Regions from separate parts of the Oryctolagus cuniculus genome. Here region 1 is linked to region 2. A link is a contact called in public Hi-C data. All regions are on one chromosome and are shown on one strand. The core of a region is the stretch at or near the end of the contact, and the rest is flanking DNA. Distances in the headings are between cores, read along the strand shown. Region 1 has its middle 69 kb from the start of ABCA1. Region 2 overlaps ABCA1 (ATP binding cassette subfamily A member 1).

Region 1 (5,599 bases), core at 2,125-4,624, 130 kb after region 2:
ATGAGTTCTGGCCAACACTGAACACCATCATTGTTGGCATTTGCGGGCTTATTGTTCTCAAATTTTCATTCCTCAGGAGGTTCCCGACAGGGAATAATTGGGAATTGTTTGAGACAGGACTGGGAAACTGTTCAGAAGGGTCTGAGGAAGTCACTTTACACGCTATGAGTGTAGCTGAGGCCAGAGTCCCCAGTCAGGGCGGGAGCTGTGAACAGGGCCTTGCTGACGTCATCCTGCACTGTGGCCACTTCTCAGCACCACCTCCATCCGTCAGTGCTTTAGTGGGCAGCGTAGTGTAGTCATCAGCACCCATCATCACCATCATCACCATCATCATCATCATTGAATTTCTGCACATTCAGGTGAACTCATTGTTTTATTTCAATAATGATGTCATAATCAGTATATAGTTTATTGTGTGGCATAATTTATTTTAAAACTCTTCAAAATTACTGTAGATTAATATTTATAAATTTATTTATGGTCTTATAGGGCTATTTACATTTCTCTGCCTTTTTTTTTTAATTTATCTATTTGTTTATTTGAAAGAGTTAGAAAGAGAGAGAGAGTGGTAGATACAGAAAAAGAGACTGGTTGACTCCCCAGATGGCTGCAACGGCCAGGGTTTAGCCAGGCTGAAGCCAAGAAAGTCATCCAGGTCTCCCATGTAGGTGGCAGTGTCACAAACAAAGGCCATCTTCCTCTGCTTTCCCAGGCCACAGGCAGGAAGTTGGTTCAGAAATGGAGCAGCCAGCACCCATATGCGATGCCAACATTGCAGGTGGCAGCTTTTCCCACAGTGTCACAATGCTGGCCCCTCTCTGTTATACTTTACTGCACTTTCCGGAGGATGTTCTATGCCATGGTCACCTTGAACAATTTGGACAATTGACATCTGGGATATATTTATTATAGGTGTCAGGAGTTTCCTAGCGTTCCAAATGAAAAAGAATTTCAGGATTTGATTGCTTTCAGCATGCACAAGAGCCATGACAATGAGTTCGTGCTTCTAACATCTCCACTCTACGTTTATTTCATACCCCCCAGATACAGATGCTTTGTGACCTTTCTGGTCAGCCTTCCAATTAGCCCGGTAGGTAAGTGCACCGTCCTACAATCCGGAAGTTCCAGGTTCTGGTGCTAGTGCTTGGCCTTGAGTACCTGTGTGTCCCCAGGCAGCTCACTTCTCTGAAAAGTTCCTTGTCATTCTCAAAAAAAAAAAAAAAAAAAAAATCTGTTTGAGAGAAACAGAAGAGAAAAGATAAGAGAAAAGATAGATATACGGAGAGTAATCCCATCTCCAAATACCTGGAATGACTGGGCTGGGCTAGGGCTGAAGCTAGGAGCCAGAACTCAATTCAGGCTTCCCACGTAAGTGACAAGAACACAGTTAGATGAGACATCACAGCTGCCTCCTAGGGTCTGGAATTGGCAGGAAGCTGGAGTCAGAAGCCAGAGCCAAGAATAGAACCCAGGTGCTCCAATACAGGATATCAGCATGTCAACCACTAGACTAAGTGCTGGTTCCCAAGTTGCTCATCTTTTTTTTTTTTTTCTTCAAAGATTTATTTGAAAGGCAGAATTACAGAAGAGAGAGAGAGAGAGAGAGAGAGAGAGAGAGAGATCTTTCATCCACTGTTCCACTCCCCAAATGGCTGCAACAGTTGGAGCTGGGCCAATCCAAAGCCAGGGGCCAGGAGCATCTTCTGGGTCTCCCAGTAGGTGCAGGCACCCAAGCACTTGGGCCATCCTCCGTGGCTTTTCCAGGACATTGGCAGGGAGATGGACTGGAAGTGGAGCAGCTGGTACCCAGATGGGATGGCACTTCACCAGCTATGCCACGGCACTGGCCCCAAGTTCTTCATCTTTAACAGAGATATTTATTCTGAAATAGGGATTCACAACCTGGGGTCCTGGACTATCACTGAGGTCTTGAGAGGTAGTAATGAGTACTCAGAAACCAAAATATTTCTAGTGCTTTCAGAAACCCTAGTGGGAATATATATTTACCTTATGTCATGTATGACAGGATAATAAAAGCTGCCTTTTCTTTGGGCTTTGATAATGCAGGAAGCCTCATTATACTATGTACTACTGTCATCACTGATCTACATATATGGAAAGTGAAGCACAGAGACTTAAGGAATTTTTTCAAGGTTGCACAGCTAGTTAGTGGTGTAGAGAAGACTCAAAGCTAGGTAATACGACTCCAGAATCAATAGCCACACTCTCCACCTCTAATTCCAATTAGCTAGCTCATGCTAACTGGAAGCTCCAATTGGTAGTTATGTCTATAAGAAAATAGAATATTAGTTATTAATCATTAAACATAATTTGTTTAGTAGGCAAAAGTCTTCCAAACCTACTGACCACAGAAAAGACACATTTTCAAAGGCTGTGAAATGACTGGAAATGTTTGACTAGCATTGGGTTAGATGATACTAAATTTTCCACCTAGTTCTAACGTTCTATGAGATTGAGGAATGGATGTTAAAGAAAAACAACCCAATGAAACACCACTCACAGTAGCATGTTTGTATCCCAGAAGTAATGAAAACGCTATTTCTTTGTTAAATGGTGCAAACAAGTTTTAATTTTTAAAACTGATAATCAAATGAAATTCAGAGGGATTGACTATTAAGAAATTTTAAAGCCCAAAGCAGGATGGCCTCAAAAATGCAATTTCATGGTTGATGTTTAGCACATTAATATTGTCCTGAAAAACAAGCACATAGAGCTCTTATATGGGACCTACCAAAACATCTGAACTGCTTTATAAACATTCTAGACATTCCTTATAGCAATCTGCATATTTGGTGACCAGGACAAATGCAGTCAACATGGATTGTTTCATAGCAAGGAAAAAAAAAAATGAGGGCAAGGAAAAGCTGTTTGTTTATCTCTCTATCAGCCATTTACTGCATAGCACTGGCACATGGCAGGAGCTCAGTAAACACTTGGGTGGTTAAAAAAGTCCCAATTCATCTGTCACATAAACCATACCAAAATATAAAATACAACCTTTGGAATTAATCTTAAATAGCCATGATTTGTGCAATTTCCTTGCTGCTCAGCTGAGACAACTTCTTTAAAACTCTGCCCATGGGAATTACAATCCAGTCACCATATTCCATTTTTACTTCTTCATCAGCTCTCCTAATCCTTGTCCTGCTCAGAGTTTGTATTACATTTTGTACATACAAAATGATTTAGATTTTTGTCCTGACATTTCCAGTGACAAAGAGAGGCCCAGGTTTGAAGCCGTGTCATGATTTGATGTTTTTTAACCGTCTTTAATCCAGAGGTAGGTGAATGACTTCTAGTAACCCCGGCTGATTTTCACACTGAGAGCAGCCCCACCCTCCCCATTGTGCAATGGGGAAGTGGTTTGCTGAGCAGGCCTACACAGAAAAAAGGGCCAAAACTGTACTGTATATATGAGTCATCTCCTTGCCTCCTTGCTCAAGAATTGTATCTTAAACAAATGACAGAATCCACGAGCAGACACTGCTGGGGCTTCCAAGATGAATCAGAGGCAGTTCCAGCAATCCTGTGACCAGGGGCTGCGTTGAGTGGTAAAAGGGCGCATTAAGAAGGAAAAATAATGCTCACAAGTAACAGTGATTCAAGGCAGAATGTGGTCACAGCACTGAGTCCCCGCCAGAGGGAAATGTTTTTGTCTAATTAGAGGATCTAGAGTTTTCACGAGAGATGGGTCTTTTAGAAAAAAAAAGAAAAAGTTACAGGAACAAGGAAGATAGAGCATCTGGCTCTGCCTGGGGACCGGAGGAAGACTTCACAAAGAAGTGATAAATAGGAGTTGGTAGGAGAACTTGCAGATGACCCCTCACAGTGAATAGGCACTGTGCTTGAGATGCTATGTGCATTGTTTGTTTGTTTTTTAATTCCCAAAGTAACACCAGTAACTTCTTATTGTTCCCAACTTACAGATAGGAAAACTACAGCTCAGAGTTTCAGTAACTTGGAAACTGCCTGTTATATGACTAGTAAGCAAAGAAGCAATGGAAATTGAACGTTAGGTTCCAATCACCTAAAAGAAAAAGAAAGAGAGGGATTTGTTCTGATGGCTTGATCATAGGCCCAGAAGCAGAATGGCCAACCTCTGTTTGGGGGAGAACACACACCATAGATTTTCCAGTTTATATACTGCCTAAGAATTAGAATATGGCCATGTGATTATACACGCAGAGTCTTCACAAAAGCTCATGGAGGGGCGGGAGTTTAGCCTAGCAGGTAAGACACTGACTAAGATGTCCATGTTCCAAGCCATAGTGTCTGGGTCTGACTCTTGGTTCTGGCTCCTGACTCCGCGTTCTGGCTAATTCAGACTCCAGGAGGCAGCACGTGATGGCTCAAGAACTTCCTGTCACACACATGGGAGATGTAGTTTGGTTTCCTGACTCCCAGCTTTGCCTAGCCCAGCCCCAGCTGTTGGGAGTAGTTCGGAGCTCTCTGTTCCTCTGCCTCTGAAATAAATAAGCTTTTGTTTTTCAAGTTCATAGAAATACATGTGATTAAAAAGACTATGCAAATAAAGACTATTTTTAGCACCAAAATAATCTTTTAATTCTATTTCCATGAAATTTCTGAAGTACCCTTACATATGAATATGCAACTATGTGTATAACCATATAGTACTTCATACACTGTTAAATAGGTATATTATGTATATATGCATATCTTGAAATTTTCATGAAAAAAATGAAATTAGAGTATTGAATATACTTTGGTGCAAAAAATCTATGTATAGTTTTGTCATAACATATATTTTCCACATATTCTGAAAAAAATTTTTTACAATCCAAAATTTTTTGCACCAAAATAAACTCATAATTTTAATTTCATTTTCTACCTTTTTAAGTATACATGATTTGTATGGTATATATACCATTATATGCCAATATCCTTGAAATTGGAGGATTGGTTATTTCCAAAGTTTCATCACTAAAAGTAGCTAGCACCATTAGCACAGAAAAATGGAACAGGAAATAACAGGTAAGAGGAGGGTAGGCCGGCATTGCAGCTCACTTGGCTAATCCTCCGCCTGCGGCACCAGCACCCCGGGTTCTAGTCCCGGTTGGGGCGCCAACCTGGCTGCTCCTCTTCCAGTCCAGCTCTCTGCTGTGGCCCGGGAAGGCAGTGGAGGATGAGCCAAGTGCTTGGGCCCTGCACCCGCATGGGAGACCAGGAGGAAGCATCTGGCTCCTGGCTTCGGATCAGCACAGCGCACTGGCTGTAGAGGTCATTTAGGGGGTGAACGAATGGAAGGAAGACCTTTCTCTCTGTCTGTCTGTCTGTCTCTCTCTCTCACTGTCCAACTCTGCCTGTCAAAAATAAATAAAATTTTTAAAAAAGAGAGGGTAGCAATTTTAGACACAATGATAACCAGAACAGCTTGAAATTCTACAATCTATATTCAAATTTCATCACTTGTCACATCAATGTCCTTTGACGTTTTTTCTTAATCTAATGTCAAATCTTAGACTCACATATTATATTTAATTCTCACATCTTTTTCATCTCCTTTAACTTGAAATAGTTCCTCACCCATTCTTTTGCATTTCTTGATCTTGCCCTT
Region 2 (6,366 bases), core at 606-3,105:
AGGTGCTCAACAAAAGCTGGTGAACGAAGGAATAAATGAACAGATGAATAGAGAGGAAATTCTTCAACACCTACGATGTGAGGAGTAGGAAGGGAAATGAAGAGAAGTGTGGGGACACAGCAGGATGGCTTTGTACCCAATATGCTGCTGGCAGGAAAATAGGCAGAGAAGCTAAGAATACGAAAAATGTCAGATAGCTGAAAGGGCCCTTCTCTCACCAAGAGTCACCTCCTGCAGGAAACCGGCCCTGACCTTCCTACTCCCAGGCTGGGTTCAGTGGCCCTCTTCTGCCTCCTGGTAACATTCTATGTTTTCCTTGAGCACCACGTAGATCAACCAGCAACTGTCTGTGTGCACATCTTTCTCCCAGAAAAAGAGATTCTTTGAAAGCTACAGTTAAACAGGAGGCAAAAGCGCTGGAGTTCTATTGCACTGTAGGGTGACTGTAGTTACTAATATATTGTACATTTCACAATAAGTGGAAGAGAGGATTTTTAATGATCTCATCACAAAGAAATGATGTTTTGAGGCAATGTCTATGTTAATTACTCTAATTTGATCATTACACAATGTTTACATGAATCAAATCATCACATTGTGCCCAATAAATATGTATAATTATGTGTCAATCATAAAATGGAAAAAATTAAAAAGAAATATCTTCAAGGCTAGGATTTATGATAAGAACACAATATGACTTTGCCAACTAAGTTCAGGTGTTGAATTTGTGATGTAAGTAAGGTATGTGAGTACGTGTGTATTATACATTTGCCAGGCTGAGTTCCTGAGTCAAACAGAATTACTTTTTGCTAATACTGTCTATAAGGTAAAGGAAAAGTTGAGGATGACTGATCTGTCTGTTCAGAGCTTTATAAAAGAATAAATCAATGCAGCATTTTACAGAGAATCAGTGCAGATGACCACACCTGCCAGTCACTACAAGGAAGGAGATAAGTGGAAGATGACCAGAAGAAAGAATAGTCATTCCAGGCAAAACTAGAAACAGCAGAAAGGACGATCACTAAGTCATTTGGCTTTGGCCAAATGAGTAAACATGGATCTGGATATTTTTATCTGTAAACTGTAGCTTGGGGAAGATGACCTCTGAGGTCTTCTTATCCACGGTTGAAAAGAACACCGGGTCAAATGAAATCAGCCCCGAATGCAGCATCACAAGATCTGAATTCAAGTCCTGGCCCTGCCGTTTCCTTGGCTGTGTGACCATGACCCTCACTTTCCCCCTTGATCTCTCTGGGCCTCAGTCTCCACAGATAGGAAATAAGGCAAATGACACTCTCAGGTTGTTAGAAAAGCCGAAGCTCAAGAACACGAACGTGCTAACTTCCAGTATTCACATGGGTAACTGGGAAGGTGTGGCCCTCGTCACAGCAGACAGACATCAGGGGGGTGGGTTACTCACTAAACCACAGTGGGGCGGGGAAAGCTGAAGGCCACTACCCAGCAAAAGGCAAGAGCGCTTTCCTGCTACAATCTGTTCAATACGGAACAAAATGCTTGATCTACTCAGCTCAGCCTCCCTGGAGGAGCAAACAGCAGCCCACCAACTTCCCAAGGCCACACTACGGGTGCAGGGCAGGACAAAGGAAAGAAGAGAGGGGAAAACATGTGAAGATAAAAGAACAAGACCATGCATGTCTGTGGGCTGGCCAGGCCTCCCGGTCACCAGGCCCTGGGCATGCTTTCCTGGCCCTTAGGGCTCCCCTTCGCTCCTCTCCAGCCTGAGCCAGGCCTGGCTCCACCTTGGGAACAGAAGACTGAGGAGGAGAGAGGAGGGAGGAGGGAGAGCTGCGGGGAGGAGGGAGGAGGGAGGAGGGAAGGGCTGTGCAGGAAGCGGAGGGGGGAAGCCCTCCGCTGAGCAGCTGGGGTTACTCTCGGTCAGTGCCCTCTAGTTCCAGCTCGGGTTTCAAGATCTCCGTTGTGTCTTTGGCTCCACGCAAAAAGGAACCACAGCACTCAGCTGCTGGAGGAGGTAAAGGAAGAAAGGAGATGCAGACAAAGCATCCCTTCAACATACAACTCTTAAAGGGACCCCAGGGTGTGGGTCGCAGGCCTGCGGTGGGGGTGGGGCAGGGCTGGCGGGCCAAATTCTAAATCAGTTCCTCTTGGCTTTACTCAGCCTAAGCTTGTCGGGTCCTGTAAACACAATCTTGAAACGCTTGTCTGCTATGAAAGGGCTGGAACCAAACACGCTCCGGGGTCTTCCAGGCTATCTCTTGGGCTGTTTGCATTTGTTTTCTGGATGCCGGGGGCTCTACCTGGGCTCTACCTTTGTCAAGAACAGCTGCTGCCTGCTTGGCGGAGATGGCAGAGCCCTCTCTGGGCAGACCTTGTTGGTCAGGGCTCAGGAGAAGACAGGCAGGCAGGGCACTTACTAAATCAAGCCCCTGTGTATCCATCGGCTGCTCCAAACCAATCAGAAGCAGGAAGCCAAAGCCCAAAGACACCGTAATACCCTGTTAGAGACTTCCCAACTTGCATGCGTGCCCAGAATAGCCCAATGAAACCAATATATGACCTTCCTGGGGTGGTGATATAAGCGACACTGCCATTTGGGGTGGTTCCTGTGTAAACTAACAGTGCCTATGTAGAACAACACCAAGCCAGCTGCAAACTGAAGTGTCATGTGCAGAGGCTGACGGGATAGAACTCCAGGCCAGGTGCAGATATTAAAAAGCATTATGTGCTGAGAAGACACTGCCACACCTACCTAATCCTCGAAAAGTACCGGTTCAGCTCCCATTCAGCTGGAAACTCAGTGGAAACTCTTCCCCCCATGCTACCTCGCTTGTTTTAAGCACAAGCCCTCAATAAACCCTGGGTCTGGTTGCATGTTTGCCGCTTGTCGATTTCTATTTGGGAGTGAGCCAAAGAACCTGGGGTGGGTAACACTGGGAGGCAGCAGGTCATGGCTCAAGTACTTGGGTTCTTGCCATTCATGCGGGAAACCTGGACTGAGTCCCAGCTTCAGCCTGACCCAATCCTGGCCATTGTGAACATCTAGGGACTAAAGAGTGGATAAATCTTTCTCTCTCTCTCAACTTTTCTCAAATATTTTTTTTTTAATTATGAAGAAACACAGTCTACCAACAGGAAAGATTGGATCAAACATAAGAGGCAAAAGGAAAAAAAACAGTGAGGCCGGCGTTGTGGCATAGCAGGTACAGCCGCCACCTGTGACACTGGCATCGCATATAGGCACTGGCTCACGTCCCGGCTGTTTTGCTTCTTTGCTTCTGATCTAGCTCCCTGTTAATGGCCTGGGAAAAACAGTGGTCCAAGTCCTTGGGACCCTGCCACCCATGTGGGAGACATGGAAGAAGTTCCAGCCTCCTGGCTTGAGCCTGGCCCAGTCCTGGCTGCTGTGGCCATCTGGGGAATGAACTGATGGCTGCACGATACCTTTCTCTCTGTCTCCCCCTCTCTCACTGTAACTTTGATGTTCAAATAAATAAATGAATCTTTTAAAGAAAAAGGAAAAAGAGTTGAAAAGAAGGAAAATAGAATTTAAGGCACTGGGTTCTCACTGATGAGCTGGTTTCTGACTAAAAATAGGATCAAATGCTCCAAACACCACATGACAAGGGACTAGCACCAGCTTGTAGGCCTCAGAGAAGTCAATAGAACAAAGGAAGGAAAAGATGTTACAAGTTAGGGCCTGGGATGGAATTCATTCTAGGGCTGGTCTAAGTATAATCATTCATTTATATAATGGATAAGTAACTTTTTGCAACATTTATAATTAATAGAATGTATCAAGGCCATGGTAGTGCTCTGTGGTCAGAAAAAGGTGGCTCGTATTTGCTAAGACTCTACATATACTATCTCCCAGACTCTCTAAAACTAGCTCTCATGAGAAAGGGGTTATTATTCCCATATCTGAAATGAGGAAACAGACTTAAGAAGTCAGTATCTTGCTGAAGGTCACAAAACAAGCAAGTGGTAAATTTGAACCCAAACAGCTATGACCACAAATCTATGGTTCTTTCTACTCTATCCAGCAATTAAAGGAATCATTTTACTCTTGAAAAATGCTCCATCACCATGTGGGCATACAAAGCTGGTGGTACTGCCCAAGCTTCTGAGGCTAAGGCAACGTGGCAGCAAGGGATGGTGCAAAGATACCCAGCCTTGAAGTCAGACAGACCTGGATTCAATTCACAACTTTAGCCTGCAACCTTGGGAAATGGATATAACCCTTTTGAGCCTCAGTGTCAATAAAATGGGAATATGGATACCAACCTACTCATGCTATTTTAAGCCCTGAAAGTAATAAAATATTAACAGTGTAAAATGGAATCACTACCTACATTCAGTTGGATAAAGTGTCACTCTTGAGATTGCCTTTTTGTGCCTCAATGCAACAGTGATAGGAGGGCCAGGATGGAAAGCCTTCAATGAGAAAAAAATAAGACTCCCAAGCTGCTCTTTAAAGCCTACCAGGTAAACAAATCTTACACTGGGAAAGCAGGAGACATGCAACATTTTCTGATGTTAACAATTCAAAACTTTCTAAAGGCAGTCTGGTGTTTGTGGGGTACACACTGTTCTGTAATTGAATGCCAATTGTGTTTTCTATTCTTGTCTGGGTAAAGCTGACCTTTGATTTGATTTAGTTCAAGCCATATTTCAACACTGCAGTGTGGCACTGCACCTCCCCTGAGTATGGCCCAGATGGGTCCAGCTCCCGCTCTGGATGGAAACCAATGGCCTGGGCTCTGGGACACAGCCCAGCTTTGTCAGGTCTGGGAAAACTTCCTCGTGGTAGATGGAAAGATTTCAAAATGTGAAAGTCTAAGACCTAAACTCAAAGCCTTTCACCAGTGCACCATAAACTGCAACCACCCAAAGATTTCAAGGAATTTCCATTCCATGACATAATGTTGACACATCTGTCATCAGACCTTCCAACAAGATGACATGCAGCAGGGAGTGGGGGCACATGGACAGAGGAGTCTGGGACGGTACCCTTGGCTGCACTGGCTGCTGAAATGGGATGACGGGGTTCAGCCAGGAAAGAAGCCGCTGTGAGTCACAGGATGTTCCTTCTCGGCCGGCCTTGGGAAACATCTCACCCGTGCCTGTTACCCCCGAAACCGGGAAGTGCAGGAAGTCTGGCACTGCTCTTGGAAGCCCTCTTGTCTCCTTCCTCATCCCAGAGAGTACACGCACAGTGTCCTGTGACCTTGGGGAAGTTTCTGGCTACACAAAGCAGCTCTCTTGAGGATATAACAACAGTAGAGCACGGAAGACTACAGTTCCAGTCCTATCGCTGCCCCTTGCCAGTTGTGCCTCTCTGAAATTAGCTCCTTCATGTACATAAAAAAGAACAGAATCCCCTGCATTATGGGATGGATGGGAAAATTCAAGGAACCCTCCACAACATCCCTGAGGGAGGTGCAACTGTTACCAGATTTCCAGGAAAGTAAGGCGCAGAGGTGTTACAGAATCAGCCACAGGGTTACACGTCATGTAAACAGCAGAGCTGGGATCTGAACCCAACCATCCGGCTGCCAAGGCTGTTCTCCCAACACTAAACTCTACTACCCAGGCCATATTTATAAGATGCTAATTTTACTCCCTCTCCCCTCAAATCCCCACCACCGTCAAACCCCTTGCCACGTCACCTCAGACCCCCTGGCCCCGTGGCTCAGGTCTTTTTGACTTTCAAAGATGAAGTAGAATCAAAGGTCCATGCTGTTGGAAAGCCGAGACACTGCGGCAAAAAATGTCCCACATGAAGGACTTCTGTGGGGAAGACCCCAGTGGAAAGAAGTGGTCATCAAAGAAGGAGGTACTTTTCTCTGAAGGGAAAAAAGAACTTCCAATTTGCTTATGGCCTTGTCTAAATACTGACAGAGTCTGCGGATTCAAAAGGCTTCCAAAGCCTTGGCAGCTCATGTCAAGAGCCGTGGGTGATCACGGACGTCATACAGAAGAGTATTCATTGTTAAATTAACATGAGGAGTCACTGTGCACTAACTTTCCATGCAGGACTTCTGTCCTCAATGAGTTATATTACGAGAGTTAACTGTAAAACTCATTCTCAATGATTTATTTCATTCTATTTATATTAAGTGGAGGATATTCTTATGTCTCATAAGTTTTAGTTATGCCTAAGTATCCAATGCCATTGCTTGTTTTCTGAGGTGCTTTACTAATTAATGATAAAACTTGTTCTTAAGGACTTATTTGTTTTAATGTATTAAGTGGAGGATATTCTTATGTCTCATAAGTTATAGTTATGTCTAAGTGCTCACAAAAGATGTACTATTCTTGGGTGCTTCTTTACAGTTAATTAAGTTTCTCAAAAAAAAGAAGAAGTGAAATTAATGTTGAGATGCAATG

Evidence for each region. A called contact is a pair of places that touch in the nucleus more often than the background predicts.
Region 1: a contact with region 2 is called in a Hi-C map of skin fibroblasts, with 2.3 times the contacts expected there. The contact joins two enhancer-like sites. A contact is called at or near these places in 4 of 6 Hi-C or Micro-C datasets (ear pinna, psoas muscle, skin fibroblasts and 1 more).

What each region holds. Positions count from the first base shown.
Region 1 is chr1:208,831,922-208,837,520 of mOryCun1.1, forward strand. No RefSeq gene overlaps it. Among named protein-coding and RNA genes, the nearest start is that of ABCA1, 69 kb to the left of the region's middle. Within about 2 kb of position 3,375, at least 5 of the 8 cell types and tissues checked have an H3K27ac peak or open chromatin away from gene starts, as enhancers often do. A contact at or near this core is called in ear pinna, where this site is marked.
Region 2 is chr1:208,704,891-208,711,256 of mOryCun1.1, forward strand. All of the region lies in intron 4 of ABCA1 (ATP binding cassette subfamily A member 1), which reads right to left. Among named protein-coding and RNA genes, the nearest start is that of ABCA1, 58 kb to the right of the region's middle. Within about 2 kb of position 1,856, at least 2 of the 8 cell types and tissues checked have an H3K27ac peak or open chromatin away from gene starts, as enhancers often do. A contact at or near this core is called in ear pinna, where this site is marked.